2 separate regions of the Triticum aestivum genome follow, and region 2 is linked to region 1. The links are chromatin contacts, called in public Hi-C maps. All regions are on one chromosome and are shown on one strand. Each heading gives the region's core, a stretch centred on a gene start, on an enhancer-like site or on the middle of the called end of the contact. The rest is flanking DNA. Distances are from core to core; before and after follow the strand shown. Region 1 holds the start of LOC123043656 (probable apyrase 2). Region 2 holds the start of LOC123043658 (zinc finger CCCH domain-containing protein 53).

Evidence for each region. A called contact is a pair of places that touch in the nucleus more often than the background predicts.
Region 2: a contact with region 1 is called in a Hi-C map of leaf, with 5 times the contacts expected there. The contact joins the promoter of LOC123043658 here to the promoter of LOC123043656 in region 1. A contact is called at or near these places in 2 of 5 Hi-C or Micro-C datasets (both in leaf).

The regions. Positions count from the first base shown.
Region 1 is chr2B:92,951,644-92,959,367 of IWGSC CS RefSeq v2.1, forward strand. LOC123043656 (probable apyrase 2) reads right to left here and starts at 4,961. Exons shown (of 9, transcript XM_044466173.1): 1 at 4,167-4,961; 2 at 3,952-4,080; 3 at 3,819-3,875; 4 at 3,567-3,659; 5 at 2,381-2,586; 6 at 1,702-1,796; 7 at 1,000-1,214; 8 at 698-887; 9 at 138-609. The coding sequence starts at 4,484. The coding sequence ends at 497.
Region 2 is chr2B:93,834,114-93,841,837 of IWGSC CS RefSeq v2.1, forward strand. It overlaps LOC123043658 (zinc finger CCCH domain-containing protein 53), which reads left to right and starts at 2,918. Exons shown (of 9, transcript XM_044466178.1): 1 at 2,918-4,382; 2 at 4,470-4,655; 3 at 4,750-4,935; 4 at 5,033-5,124; 5 at 5,225-5,476; 6 at 5,569-5,686; 7 at 5,823-6,059; 8 at 6,156-6,232; 9 at 6,373-6,975. The coding sequence starts at 3,394. The coding sequence ends at 6,189.

The sequences.
Region 1 (7,724 bases), core at 3,711-6,210:
CGCATGATGCCGACCTCGCCGCGAGGCAGGTGGCCATGGCACCTGGCCAAATTGAATGACCTAATTGGATGATCTCGAGTTTTGAGGCCACGTATACTTGGCAGACAATCACACAATGCATAGATAAGAGTTTAAAATATGGCAACGAACAATGCATTTACGGTAAGTGAACAGTGTGTTTATGCCCATCTCAAGTGGAAGTCAGAAAGAATGGAATGCTCTCGTCTACTCTCATCATCAGTACAAAAATAATAATGCGCCTTCCAATGGCGTCTGGCTGCAGTACAACTGGTGCCGTAATCCTCATGTCCTTGCGTATGAACCTATACTGTATGGGAGGGGAGGCTGGACGAACTGACCGGGTGACAAAATGGCGACTTCAGGGGGAAGCACAGACAGAACCCGCTAAAGTGTAACCCCCTGAATCCAAAACTTCTTCTACGGTGGCCATGCCCATGCTCCCACGTTGATGTTTCTGTTGCTACACTGGTGCTGCCTATGACGAAGATGCAACCTCGATGGCACTTCCGAGTGGCCACGCAGCTTCAACAAACGCGTCACTGTAAGGAACCTTCTTTACCAATGTCATCTCTTGTTGGGGATCAACACCTGCAAGATGGAAGGCGAGAAGCATGAGATATATCTACAATAGTTGTACATGATTACGGACATTTTTACTTCGTACTGGGACTCTTACCAAATCCATCCACGAGCAGTGTGTACTGGTAAACAAGATCCATGCAAATGTATGGGACGTTATCCTTCTGGACACCAGGGTAGCTAGATTGGGCGTCATTCACGTTCAATTTACAAGCACGCTTGGCAGCTTCCTCAAAGTCTGAGGGTTTGACCTTGGCAACAGCCGCATTGGAGTTAATGAAACCAGCCTGAACAGGAATCAAGGAATGCTTAGAGGTGCATAGTGAGAAACAGTAGCAAACAAGTGAAATTCATCTTCAAAAGGAGGACAGTGCTAGAATCAGAAGCTCCATAACTTACCTCAGCTGCCCTGTCAAAGAAAAACGACGCTACAAAGAGATTCTTCTGTCCAGCACCACCACCACCATTCCAAATGCCACCAAAGGAACATTTCATGTGAGTGCATGCTTCATCTACTTTAAGAGCTTTCACTACATCAGCCCTGCATTCCGAAAAACTACTGCCAGAAGGTGCAGCCGATGCTTCAAATGTATTGCCACCATACTTGTATTGCCCTAAAATCATAAATGCCATTAGAATAGAGTCCTCCTATGATCAGCACAATGAAAACAAGCATGTCATGTCATAATCTACTTGTGGTTTGTATTGGCTATGAGTTTTTATGGACATAATACAAAGTAAGTAATACTCCCTCCATCCCATAATATAAGAGTGTTTTGGACATAGTGTCAAAAACGCTCTTGTATTATGGGACGGAGGGAGTATATATGGTAATACAAGTACTTTTAACAGAAAGGATGATAAGCGGCAGACTAACAAGCAGAACAAATAAGATAGTTTGTCCTGTAGAGAATGGTAATGTACACAAAACAAATTTGAGGAATTCGTCCTACTGTAAGCCTGAGTTTGTTTCACAAGATAGCAAAGCTGACTTCTTTTGGGAACAAACTTCACTGAATGGGCTGGGAACTAACCTAGACTTTTAAGATGCAGATGAAAAAGACAATAGCAGAACAGTAAGGCAGAAGAAAGCAGTCATACCCTGATGTCCAGCCAATACACAGTTGCTGTAACCATTGGCATTGCCAGCTTTTAAGATCTCTGCTCTAGCAGCCAGCAATCCATAGCGCAAATAACTGCAATGAAAGTTCACACTTATATTCATGATTTAAACTCATCACACCTTGGACAAGAATAATCATGTGATGTCACTTCTATTAGTCATACACCAAAAACTTATTACCCACAGAGCACAAGTGGATGCATAACTAAAGTCAGTTCAGATTAGGTATTGGTTGAACCGATGGCAATATGTTTGTCTACAATGCAGTTGCCTTGAAACAGTGTTAAATAAAGTCATGCTTTTCTTGAGATTACTCAGCTGTTCTTACTGGTGGATTTTTACACATTTAAATTGGGATCATCATGAATTTCTCACTCCCAATATGAATTATTTTAGGTCATTAATGTATTGTGGTGACATGATCGTTTCTTACATGATTGCACTTTTTTTTCTTTCAGTGATTTATGACTCATCAATCCAATTAGACAAAAACAAGATTTGCAGGACAGTACCACCATCAGGTGCTTAAATAGGTTTTCATAATTGTTACTTCGTGTTATGCTTAGAAACATCAGCAGAGGGTTCACAAATTACCAGGACAATAATTCAGCTAAACAGGAGGAACAGCAAAAAGCTAACGGAAGTTATAATATCAACCTGTGCACATAAAGATGATATGTTGTCCCTTTAAGGAAAAGCTTCTTCACGTATGATTCTTCACCATCTGCTGGTTTAGGAGCCTTTTCAGCATCCTTCTCTGGGATAGCATACGCCATTTGGACAGATCCACCGCCAAGGTCAACCACACCAACTGTGTCTGCATAGGTCTTTCCCAGATTTCCCAACAGATAATTAATGGTAACCTGTAAGATTATAGAAGAGTGAATGAGAGAGATATGGTATATGTCCCTAACTAGAAGGTAGTAAACAAAGCAGCAAAGCTTATGAGTAATTCCTAAACACTCTGCTTAGCGCACAATCTGACCTCTAATAGGCCTGGTCAGTGGTTACCTTGAACTCTACTGACATACAATTTTACATGTCTATACCATCTATATCTATACCACTATATAGTGTGGGAATGACTTCGAATATTGGCTGTTGGATGAAGCCAATCAAACTGTGGAAAGTCAGCAAATACAAGCATTCTTGGCCATTGGACATCTTATTCAATATACAAGATTTTGCCATGCATGCGTACCATCTAGAATATTCCATTACTAAGCTTAAGCACAATGCACCCTATGCACAAATCTCAAAGCACTATGTTTCTCCTGTGTTCTACAATCTTCCATACTTTAAGACTGCCAACTTTTATCTTGTAAATGAATTGCTATTGCTTTTTTACTTTATGAATATAAATGCATAATATGCACAAACCTTATCACTTTATTAAAGAGAACACACACAAAAGAAACTCCATTGCTACAGTAGCATAGCAATATAACATGCCGCTCAAAGAATTGACATTCACTTTTGCTTTATTTACTTCTTGTACAAGGCTATGGCAGCATCTTCATAAAATGATTTATATTTATTTTTCAGTGCCATGAACTACAAGAATTAAATCTACATCTCATACATGATGCATATGTGACTATAATCTCTAGTTGCTTGTGTTACGTGATATGTCAAATATGCAATCATACATTGGTTATGTAAGTTCTCACGTGCAATGCACGTGTACCTTACTAGTAAACCATCAAATCAGTTCATAACTTAGGAAAATGGCATGTAGTCTTCTAAAAAAATGAAATACATGCAGTGGTAAAAAGAAAATACTGAAGAGCGTTAGAATAACATGAAACGCAACCATATGTGATAATTAAGGCCAGCATCCTACCCATTCATATGCACCTTCCTGAGTTCCATCAAGAACTGTGACCCAATCCGGCTGGTTCTTAAATGAACTCTTTTCACGAAGAAGATCCCTAACCTGCATTTTTGTGGATACATTAACATCCAGGTACACAATCAATCATGGCAAATTGGTAATAACGTAACAAAAACCTCACTGAAACAAAACAAAAAAGCATAATAACTCGCAATGCAGACAATGATGATGATGATGATGATATGATAGAAGACCATTTACCGCTTGCAAGATCTCTTCGGATTTTCCTGCTCCCAAAGCTCTTAGCCCTGCTGTTGCCTGTGAATGAATGAGGAAGCTAAGGACATCAACAAGCACCGATTACAAAATCAATTAGTGTGAACAAACCACTCACCCCAACTCTGACAGGCGTCTGGTCGCGCAATTCAGCCGGAACCACTTCCTTGGCCTTCTCAATGAGGGAGACGAGCGATTGAGCAGCCTCGCGCGGGTCCTGGGCGTACGCGCTAAGTCCAGGCTTTTTCTGCAAGGGCGGAAGGGGAACGGAATTCAGCTGACAATGACCTAGACCAGATCCAGATCCGATGGACGAACGGGTCGTCGACTTACCTGGACGAAGAGCTCGATGTCGGTGCCAATGTGGACAAGATCCAGGTTGCCGTCGAAGCAGAAGACGTGGACGCGGCTGCCGGAGCTGCCGGCGTCGAATATGACGGCGTACTTCTTACCCCCGGCGGCGGCGGCGCCGACCCCTCCTCCCAGGGGCCTCTGGGCGGCCCCGGCGGGCGCGCGCGGCATGAGGAGGAGCACGAGCGAGACGAGGGCGAGGGGCGCGAGCACGACGAGCAGCACCCCGCGGTAGCGGTGCACGCGGTCGGCGAGCGTGTCCTGGCGGCCGGCGCCCGGCAGCTGCGAGTAGCGGCGCATCTTGTCGGCGGGCAGGAGGAGGAGGTCGGGCGAGGAGGGCGTGCGGTAGCGGATGCGGCCCCCGGGGCCGGGGGGCGACGGCTGCTTGACCGCCTCTAGATCCTCCGCGGGATCCAGCGCTCCCGTCCGTCCGCTCCGCTCCGCGCGCGTCGGCGTGGGCGTGGAGGAGGCGAGGGATGGACAGCCGATCTGCGCGAGCCTCGGGGGTGGAGTTTTAGGCGGGCGTGCGCGCGTCGGTGGGTTTGACTTCGGGAGGGGTGGCGTCGGGATCCGGGCGCGCGTTGGGGAAATGCGTGCGCCTCGGGATGTGGCGCGGTGGTGTCTAGGTGCTGCCGCCGGGCGCGCGCGCGACGGAGGCGGGAGGGAGGTGGCGGTGGCGGTGGCGTGCGGAAAGGACGGCGCTTTGTAGCGGCCGCGGCGGGGGAGGGGGTGGGGGGTTGCTTGTGCGGGTTCGCCGTGCCCGTGCCGGTGCGGTTGGGTCTGGGTTGGCTTCGTCCGCGCGCGTGTGCGGAGTTGGCCGGACGCCACCGGAGCTGCGGTGCTCGGTAATTTCTCACGGTGCTGGTCCACGGGTGCGCCGGACCGTGATTGGTTGGTGTAGGCAGGTAATTGACCGTGTACGCGCCAACCAGAGAGCGTGTCGACGTGTTGATGCATTCAGCGTCCAGTTAAACTTTCTTTTTTCTGAAAAAAAACTTTCGATGGACTCATCCATAGTCACGGCAGTACAAACAATAAAATAAAAGTAACAAGTACATAGACCATTACCGACGAATATAAGCATTGAAGCGAGTCAAAGGAGTGCTGCCATCGTCAGCCCTTACCGATGTCGAACAAATCTTGTTGTGGTAACAGTGAGGAAGTCGTCATGTTAAGACCTTATGGGACGAGCGCAACAGACAATCATCATCGATGAAGAGAAGCTCAAAAGTATCCAGCCTGTAGACACATGGATGTAGATGAACAAGGACCAAATCCAAGTAGATTCACCGAAGACAAAAACCGACCGAATCTTCAGGGATCAGCTAGAGACACAACTCCAAATGCCCTCAGATGATGCTAGAAGTACCACCAGGATGGGGCTAGGCAAGGAGAACCTCATTCCATCTTCAAGAAGTCGCTGACGCCTCACCTTTCTAAATAGGACACAAAACTTAAACCGGGACAAGGAGACACCTAAAACGGAGCAGGACCCATCCCACTCGCAAGGGTCGAGGTCCACCGCACCTCCATTGCATAAGGCCACAAAAAATGAGACAGACTCTGGCAACAATGACATAATTTAGGAATCTCTGATCATCCGAGTGGCGAGAAGCACATGCGAAGGGATACGATGCCAGATGCGTGCTCTAGTAGCAATCCATTTTACCCTTGGGGAAGTCCACTCAATGCACACATTTTTTTTCTCAATTCTTTTACTAGAGTGGCCTACAACTTTTTTGATTGAATTGGAAAAATACAGCAAACACAATGTTTTGGATCATAAATAAATAAATTACTCTCTCCTATACATATTAATTGTCACTGATTTAGTACAAGGGAATACAAAACAATTCTCATAACGATGAATTTTTTCAGAGGCAACTTTCCATACCTATTAATAAAGGAATGACTATTTATTTTTCCCAGCTACTACGTGTTTTACAAAAAATCCATTGATCTTTCTGATATTCACCCCGCAATCTAGGCTTAAATCGGATTTTCGCTTTTGCGGAAAAAAACTTATGTTTTCCTAATCAACTCGCAGTTCAGTTCTAAGTTAGATTTTTTTTCTTTTGTAGTAAAACCCCTGATATTTGGGATAATCAACTCACAGTCCATATAAAATTCTTTAAAAAAATCCATATCTTTAAAATCGTAACTCCAAATTTAACATGTATATGGAATTTGATTAAAAATCTATAGAATCTAAATACAATGTTATTTTATCTATTAAGTATTTTTTTAAATGATATTTAGGGTGCTAGTCTAATCAATATCGCATGATCCACCTTTCTTTCGTATCGGTGTCGATCCAGACTAAAAATGAATGCCTCAGCAAAAGCAAATTGGAGACGAAAGAAACTATCTATAACGAGACATGCACGCCTCGTCAAAACCTCGCGGGAAAAAAGGCAGATTTCTCATCTTATGCTGAGAGAGAGAGAGAGAGAGAGAGAGAGAGAGAGAGAGAGAGAGAGATGTCTTAGGATTGACCATATTCAAACACATATGTGATTGTGTGAGCACTGAGGCCACCTTCAGTGAGTGTGGGAAGGAGAATAAGTGGCAACATAGATGGATGTCATGTGCGGAAATAAAGGACATAGACCTATTGGGGTATTGAATCATGGTTATTGGGTTAAAGGCGTGTGATTTTTCTTCTTCTGTTGCAACGCACAAACTCTTTTGCTAGTCATATTTAAAATTAGGAAGTTATTTGATTTAATTTGATTGAGATAGTGCAAAATATCTAGAATGTCCGCGTTTGATTTGATGGAGTTAATGCAAAATATTTGATTTGATTTGGTTGCCCGTATCCAATCTATATCTAGAATGTTTGCATTTGATTTGATTGAGTTAATGCAATTACCTTACACCCACGGCGTTGCAAAAGATTTGATTTGATTTGGCTGAGTTAATGCATGACATGGGAGGGGAGGCTTGACCAATGAACGTACGGCCACCAACTCCCCCTTTAATACTAGAGATTGTCCTTATATAATGAAAGGCAATAAAAGTAATGGTAATGTGAAGGGGGACAAGAAAGAAAAGCACAGGCAAAGGAACCATGCAATTAAAGCATTTTTGGATATTTTTCGATGTGATAAATATAGGAATTTCTTTAAATCTAAACAGTTGGTATGCAATCACGAGCCCTCATCGTATTGCAACCGTCCAAGTTCATTATCTAATGCATGCAACACCAAAGATCTATAAAAGGACAGGGGGTGCGACAATGGAAGCAACCAATCACCTACATCACCAGTTCAGACCTCCCCACCAGGAGGGGTATTCTCTGCCGGCATGGCACCGAAACCATGGGCTCCCATAGGATTGTCGATGATCACACTAGAGTTGATCTTCGTCAGTCTCCTGCTGCAAGCGGACTCAAAATCATGTGTTGAAATGATAGGCAACCGATTGGTGACCACCATGAGGGACAAATGCTTGCTTGCTTTCAATCCATCAACAAAACCTGGTTCAAATCCCATTTGCGGAGAAAGAGTGCTGCCAGGCGGTAGGCAAAGGTCTTGAGAG
Region 2 (7,724 bases), core at 1,668-4,167, 880 kb after region 1:
TACCAACTCAGGTATTCATACACCTTGTGTTTTATGAGGACCAATCTATGAACACAGCCATGTTTTCATCGAATCATCTCACACGCGGCGGACGGTACAAGCTTCAATGCAAAAGATGAGCCTTGGGCTCCTTTCTCAGCATTGATATGCTCACAAATTTCCGGACATGTTGTTAGAAAATCATACCTACTACGTAAAAACTCAGACGTCCAACATAAGCTCGTAGATCGTCCTCAATACTATGGACCACAGATACACCTCACACCAAATGCATGCACCGTATCTCGACCAAGATGCACCAAACCCCAAGCAGACCAAAAGATTCAGGTACGTTTTCATCAAAATTCGCTTGCTGTTTTCGGAGAACGACATGCTTTTTTGTTCTCGCGTGTGCTAATTCGCAGGCCAACAGAGCCACGGAGCATATTTTCGCCAACACAACGAGAAAAAGAGTAAGGAAGAAGAGAGCAAGTGGGTACTTGGTCGGAACAGCCGATGTGACTGACACTCGATCCGGCCACAAACCCGCCCACACGGCGACGCGGCACACCGGATCGGGACAGGCCACGCCCTCCTCCCTCCATGTGAGGTTCTGAAACTGGGAGCGCCTTTCTCCCTTTCCTTTTCGTACGCGCCGGTGGGCCCCACGCTCCAATCTACTCCCCACGTACCGTAAACAAGCAATTTTTACGTGAACGCTCACGCGTACGTAGACTGCGTGGTGTGTCTGACAGCGTGACGCGAATCATAGACTAATCGAAAGCAAGATCTATCCAGTTCAAAAATACCACTCCACCACTCCTCCTACAATTTGAACTGCGCTAGAGGACAAGCGATCGTGGCCCGTCCGTCTCGCTGTCAGACATGGCCATGCACAGAGCGGATTCAATACGGCATGTGCCATGGCCACAGCCCACAGAGCGGCGAGGCGCTGTCGACGGGCCGCCGTACATTTGACGAATGACCAGTGTACGTACCTACGACCCGAGTACGTATGGTTGCGCGGTAGCGGTTGTGCCCCGTTCCGTCCAGACAGGTGACATGACGTGGTCACGCGACGTCGTATTTCCCCCAGCTGTGGCGCGGCCGGCGTACGTGCTAATTCTGGTAGTTTACTGGTCACCGAAAGATTGTTCCTACTTACTCGTAAGACATTTCCGCCAAGTTCAATCATTGCTACTTCCATACGGTATGAGCGGGAAGCGAAGAGGTGAAAGAGACAGAGACGGCGACGTGGCGCTCCAAAATCCTATAAAAACACAGCACTACTGGCTTCCACCATGATTGCATCAGTGAACTCGTTTTTGCTGCGGTTGGTAGAAAACGGAATGAAGCGTACTCTCAAAAAAGAAAACGGAATGAAGCCAGGCAACGGAAAACGATGGACCCGCGAAAACAACCGCGGGCAGGGCCTCCATGTGCGCGCGCACGGGATGCCACTCCGCGCCGTGCCGTGCCGTGCCTGCGCGCGCGCAGGGCAGGGCAAAGGGCACTGCGCGTGCACGCGAAAGGCGGTGAAAAGAGAGCGGGGGCCGGGCAACGGCGCCAACCAGGCGCGCGCGCGCGGGGCAAAAGCCCCCGTGCATTCGGCCCCAGGGTCGTCGCTTCTTTTCGCGCCATATCACCCCTCATCCGTGGGCATCGGCGCCAATCACATTTGGCTTTCGGCTTTCCCCTGCCCCGCGACCAAGTTCACGGCCTCGACCACGATCGTGAACGCCGGGCGCTCCCGGCTCTCGCCGCGCGCGGCCGCGCCAAGGGATGATGATCGATCACCCGCGCGACCGGCGTCGCGATCGGCCGGGAGACCGACCCGCACGGTCGCGTGTCAATCCGACTGGGGTAGGAGCACGTAACACGAGCTGACGCGGCAGCAGCAGGGGGACAGACAGCGCCCGTCGCGCGCCCAACAACAAGCAAACAGAGCACGCCGGGCCCGACGGAAAGTGACGTGGAAATTGCGGTTTATCCCCATCATTTTTTTCCTTCCACGTATGCTCCATTATTCGACTGAGCATCATGAGAGAGTATTTTACACTCGAAATTTTGGGTTTGATCCGTGGCCAGTGGAGGCCGAGGGAGGAGCAAGGAAAGCGACGCCGAGGGAGGATGACGGGGAGCGCGCTCGCACGCCCGACGCCCCGATATGCACGCTCCGCTCCGTGCGGCTCCTCCCAGAAAAAGCTACTCGTTCGTTTGCAGAAGCAAAAAATTTGGCATTAATTAGGGCCACTAATAAGATTAGTACTTACTAACTAGAGAACAATAATCATCTGGAGCAGCAAAAGGAGAAGAATAATCGAGTTTACACAGCAGTGGGGCAAACGACAAGGATCTGGGAGTAAACAAACGATGTGAAGCGACGGAAAGGCGAACGCGGCTAGCTTTAGCAGTTTAGCTCGGCTACGGGTATCAAACGGAGGAAAGGAGTATAAAAATGCCGGGCCGGGCCGGGCGCCATTCTTATCGCGAAAGGCCGCCGCAGTGGGCAGCGGCAGCAGCGCAGCGAGGGAGCAGCAGCGGCCAGCGGCGACGAGGCAAAGGACAAAGCGGGACGGGACGGCGACCGGAGTGGGCGCCGCCGCGTGGGCCGCTGGGCCCCGGTCCGGTCAGCACCCCAGATCGCGGCCGTTCCAGTCAATCACACACAGACAGATCCACCCCGGCCGCGCAGCGGTAACAACAGTAAAAACTCAAAATCACAGCACACTGGTGCCGTTTTTTACCGCCAGATTGATTGATCGGGTGACGGTACTATTCGTAATTTCAATTTGGCATTCCTATCCATGCGTCAGGAGAGCACAGGAAGAATGCAGAGAAAAGAAAGGGGGGAAAGAGGCGGTGACAGAGGCGGTGGATCGAGTTTTTATAAATGGGGGCCACGGAGATCCAGATCTATCTATCCCGCCTCCCTCCCTCACTCTCTCCTGAGACGACGAGCGAGCGGGGAAAAACATCACAGCAGCAGCAGCAGCAGATAAAAACACCGCAGGACAGAACGCGGCAGGCGCATTTTGCAGAAACCCCCTCGTGAGGTTTTGCCAATCGCCGGCGGCACCCTCGTCCTCTCGTCTCCTCCCGGGAAAAGGGACGGCGGGCGGCCAGCTTATACATAGGGAGATTGGGATACAGCGCGAGGGGGACGGAAGGGAAGGGAAGGTGCGCACCACCCTCGTGCTGCCGCTGCCTCAACTAGTATAGCTCGCTAGCTAACCCACGAACGAGCTCTGGGGATTCATGGAGTCGCTGGTCTCCGGCTCGAGCTCGCTCTCTAGCTAGTGGTTCGTTGTGCTGTGCGAGGACGGGAGGGAGGGAGGAGGAAGAAGGGGTGTGAGGTTGTTTGCAAGTTAGGTTTGGTTGGGTTGGGTTGGGCGAGCTTGGTCGATCGGCGGCATGGACGCCTACGAGGCGACCAAGGTGGTGTTCGCGCGGATCCAGGGGCTGGACCCGGACCACGCGGCCAAGATCATGGGGCTGCTGCTCATCCAGGACCACGGCGAGAAGGAGATGATACGCCTCGCCTTCGGCCCGGAGGCGCTGCTGCTCGCCGTCATGGCCAAGGCGCGCAAGGACCTCGGCCTGCTCCCGGGGTCGGGGCCGGGGACGCCCACCTCCGCCGCCCACTCGCCCTTCATGCTGTCGCGCCAGAACTCCGGCCGCGGCGGCGGCTGCGGCGGAGGCACGGCGCCCTCGCCGCTGTCGGTCTCCTCGCCCTCCTCGTGGGCCCCGCCGCCGGTGTTCTCCAGGAGCAACAGCGTCAGCAATGGCACCGCAGAGGAGATGGCGGGCGTCGGGGAGGAGCAGCTGATGAGCCCGGCCAACGGCGGTGGGGGCCCGCAGTCGCCCTTCTTCGGCGGGGACTCCTCGCTGATCCTCGACGAGCTCCACCTGCAGGACCAGCTCGCGTTCCTCAGCGAGGGAGGCATGGGCGGTGGGGGAGGGCGTCAGCTCCCGCTCTTCGACAGCGGCGAGTGCCGCAGCCCCAGCGGCGACGGCGGGCTCTTCCCTTACGGCGCCGGCTGGGCCAACGGCGGGCCCGGGCACCGCAGGAGCGCGTCGGTGAGCGAGCTCTGCTTCGGGGGCAGCGACGGCCTCGGCTGGAAGCCGTGCCTCTACTACGCGCGCGGGTACTGCAAAAACGGGAGCGCCTGCCGGTTCGTGCACGGCGGTCTCCCTGACGACCTCGCCGGCGCGAAGATGGACCAGGCCGCCGTGGAGCAGCAGTGCCAGGACTTCCTCCTCCGCTCCAAGTCCCAGCGCCTGGCCGCCGCCGCCGGCTTCGCCTACTCCCCCACCGGCTCTCTCCCTGGCTCCCCCTCCGCGGCGAGCAAGTGCCTGAGCTTGCTCCTGCAGCAGCAGCAGCAGCAAAACGAGGGCCAGAGGTAAATACCCACCCCCCTCGCCACCGACGAGCTTCTCGCTCTCGTTTCTACCAGCCGGCAGCTCACCGATTGCTCTCCGATTCGCAGGGCGGCGGCCGCGGCTGCCGCAGCGGCGCTGATGCTGGGCGGCGACGAGGCGCACAAGTTCATGAACCGTCCCCGTCTCGACCGCGGCGACTTCGCGAGCATGATGAACCCGGGGTCCCGGCAGATTTACCTCACCTTCCCGGCGGACAGCACCTTCCGCGAGGAGGACGTCTCCAACTACTTCAGGTACCTCACCGTGCTCGCTCGCACACCGCAGTTCGACCTCCGCTCTGCCTGAAAGTTCCACCGGGATTAACCGTGCTCTTCCCCTGAACCGCAGCATCTACGGCCCTGTCCACGACGTGCGCATCCCCTACCAGCAGAAGCGCATGTTCGGATTCGTCACCTTCGTCTACCCGGAGACGGTGAAGCTGATCCTGGCCAAGGGCAACCCGCACTTCATCTGCGACGCGCGCGTGCTCGTCAAGCCCTACAAGGAGAAGGGCAAGGTCCCCGACAAGTTCAGGCAAGCCCACGGCGATCTTTGCCGCTTGCTTCCGGCAGCAGTAACTAAAACAACGACAACATCCCCATGACCATTTATTTCCGCTGTTGCTCTGCAGGAAGCAGCAGGGCGAGAGGGTGGACTTCTCCGGCTGCGGGTCTCCCACCGGGCTGGACGCCAGAGACCCCTTCGATCTGCACCAGATTGTTGGTTCGTCATTGTTGCAACTTCATGTTGATTGTTCATGTTCATATGCATGATGAGTGAGTGTGTGCTGAGCTGAGATTCTTGTGTTTGATTTGGATTTCAGGTGCGAGGATGCTGCAGCACTCGAACAGCGCCAACGAGATGCTGCTGAGGAGGAAGCTGGAGGAGCAGCAGCAGGCGGTGGAGCTGCAGCAGGCGATCGAGCTCCAGAGCCGGCGCCTCATGGGGCTGCAGCTGCTCGACCTCAAGACCCGCTCCGCCGCCGCGCCGACCCCCATCGGGAAGCCGTTCAGCCCCACCCACACGACTGCCGCCACCCCGACCCTCGAGTCGCCGCCCGATTCCGGTATTACTTGTGTGTGGCCAACAGAGAACACATCTTATTATTACCTGGTCACAACAGATGCAGTGTTGCTCACATTTGCTGTGCTGATCTTGTGTTAACAGGGGAGCAAGGCAATGGCTGCGGCTTCCTTTTTCCTCATAAGAATGCGGTCAACGGAGCTGATAAGGATGAAACCTCAGGCGATTCCACCACCAGCCCTAACACTGACAGTGACCAAAGGTGGAATTTAACGCTAAACAAATCACCATCATCATCACCATTTGTTCCTTTCATCACACTTAGCTTTCGTCCAGCAGTGCTGGGAAGTAAGCATTTCACCAAACTGATCTTTTAGACCCCTTGTGCTAATATGCAGCGCGGAGCATAACCTGCCGGACAGCCCGTTCGCGTCGCCGACCAAGTCGGGGGCCTTTGCCCGTGATCCTTTCGCGCCTACTGAGTCGGAGATCGCCGCCGCGTCTACGGGTTGCAACGCGGCCTACAACGGCGGCATCAACAGCAATGGTGCAAGGAACGGCGGCATTAACCACCATCTCCTACCTCCAGCATTGGACATACCCTCACCAAAACCTTACTTCTTCCCCATGTCCAGGTGTGCTTAACACCATCTCTATCAATGTCCCATGCATAGTTCCATTTACTATTGCAAATTTGCATGATTGGTGTGCTGAAGGTATCATGGATGCAGGCTGTCCTCCGATCACGGCGCGGTCGGGATGTAAAGTAGCGCTGAATGGAAGTGAGTGATACTACTGCCTAATCATAGTAAGCACCCCCTCTCTTTTTACCAGCCCATCAACACCTTGCTCCCCAGTAAAATCATGCCATGCCTTTTTCACTTATTGGAATGATGGTGTCTTAACCTCGGATCCTTCTGTGTGTTTTGCCTTGTCTATGTTGTGCAGGAATACTAGCAGCAAAGAAAAAGGAATAGTGCAACATAGGAAAGAAAAGAGTGAAGAAGTTGCAGCATAGTTTTAGTTTCAGCAGCCCCCTTTTTTTTACTTTCTTTCCCTTCACCTCTGCTCAAGCTGATGGCACCAGCTTATTCAGACCACAGGAGGCGAAGGACAAAAAATACTACCACTACTAGCAACCCCAAGGCTTTAAAAACAGTGTCAGATACGTTAGGGCCCCTCCTATTATTACCATTACCATATGCATTAGTTACTGTTAGTTGATTACTCCTGCTACTACTAGTACCACCACCACCACCAACCCCCCATTGATGTGCCACCAAGCTCCTGGCAAGGCAAGCCACCGCCAATATAATACCCACTAGTAGTAGTTCTCATGTAATAGTAGCACATTAGGTGTGATGTTTAGCCAAAAAGTACAGAGGAATACTACCACAATGTATGACATACACTAGTGCTCTGCTCGCTGTATTGCAAGACAGTGCAACAAGATACGGAAGTGACGGACAGGCAGGGAGGCATAGCTAGCTAGTTGTGTTGGCGTTTACGTATGTATAATTTCACTGGATGAATGAAGATATTGAACAGGTCCGTCATGTCTCGGTGCTGTGGGCGTGTCGTGTCAGGGGGAGGGGTGGACCACTCACTCACTGCCGTGCCCGTGCAGCTGCAGCGGTAGGGCGGAGTGTCAGCGTTGGCCGTGGATCATGGTCCCTTCTTCCTCAGCAGCACCATTCAGCTCACCACAGAAGCTGTGTTTTTTTCTTCTTGGTTTTTCACTTTCTACTTCTTGTTCGGTCTGTGCTGTTGCTTTCCGGCATTGTAGCAACGCATTGCCGGACGGGGACAGCGACGGGATGGAACGGACGGAGCCACGGAGGGGACATGCTTTTCTTGCGACGCGTAAAAAAAAACGACGGATGCCCACGCCGTCCGCGTCCGGAGATCGGATGAAACGGATACGAGTGCGACGTCGGGATTATTATCATCACCCAGAACAGAAAAACCGAGCGCTTGAAAAGAAAAAGGCGATGCCGGTAGTCACGATTATTCCCCTCCTTGGTGATGAGATTAGATTAGATTAGATTAGACTGCTGGTTGCGATTACGTACGGCTGCTAATCATGTCAGCAGCCAAAACGAATTCGGCCGGGTGTAATCTGTAGGGAGGAGGAGGACGATGCTCGTTGCTTTTTGGGACGGGATGGTGGTGGTGCGTTCCCGGCGGCGTCGCTCTCCGGAGGCGGAAAGGCGCCGCGCCGTGGTCGGATTGGAGGCTGGGAGCGGCTCCAGATGTCTGGGCGCCGGATACCTTTCTTTTCTAATGACGGGTGATTAGGG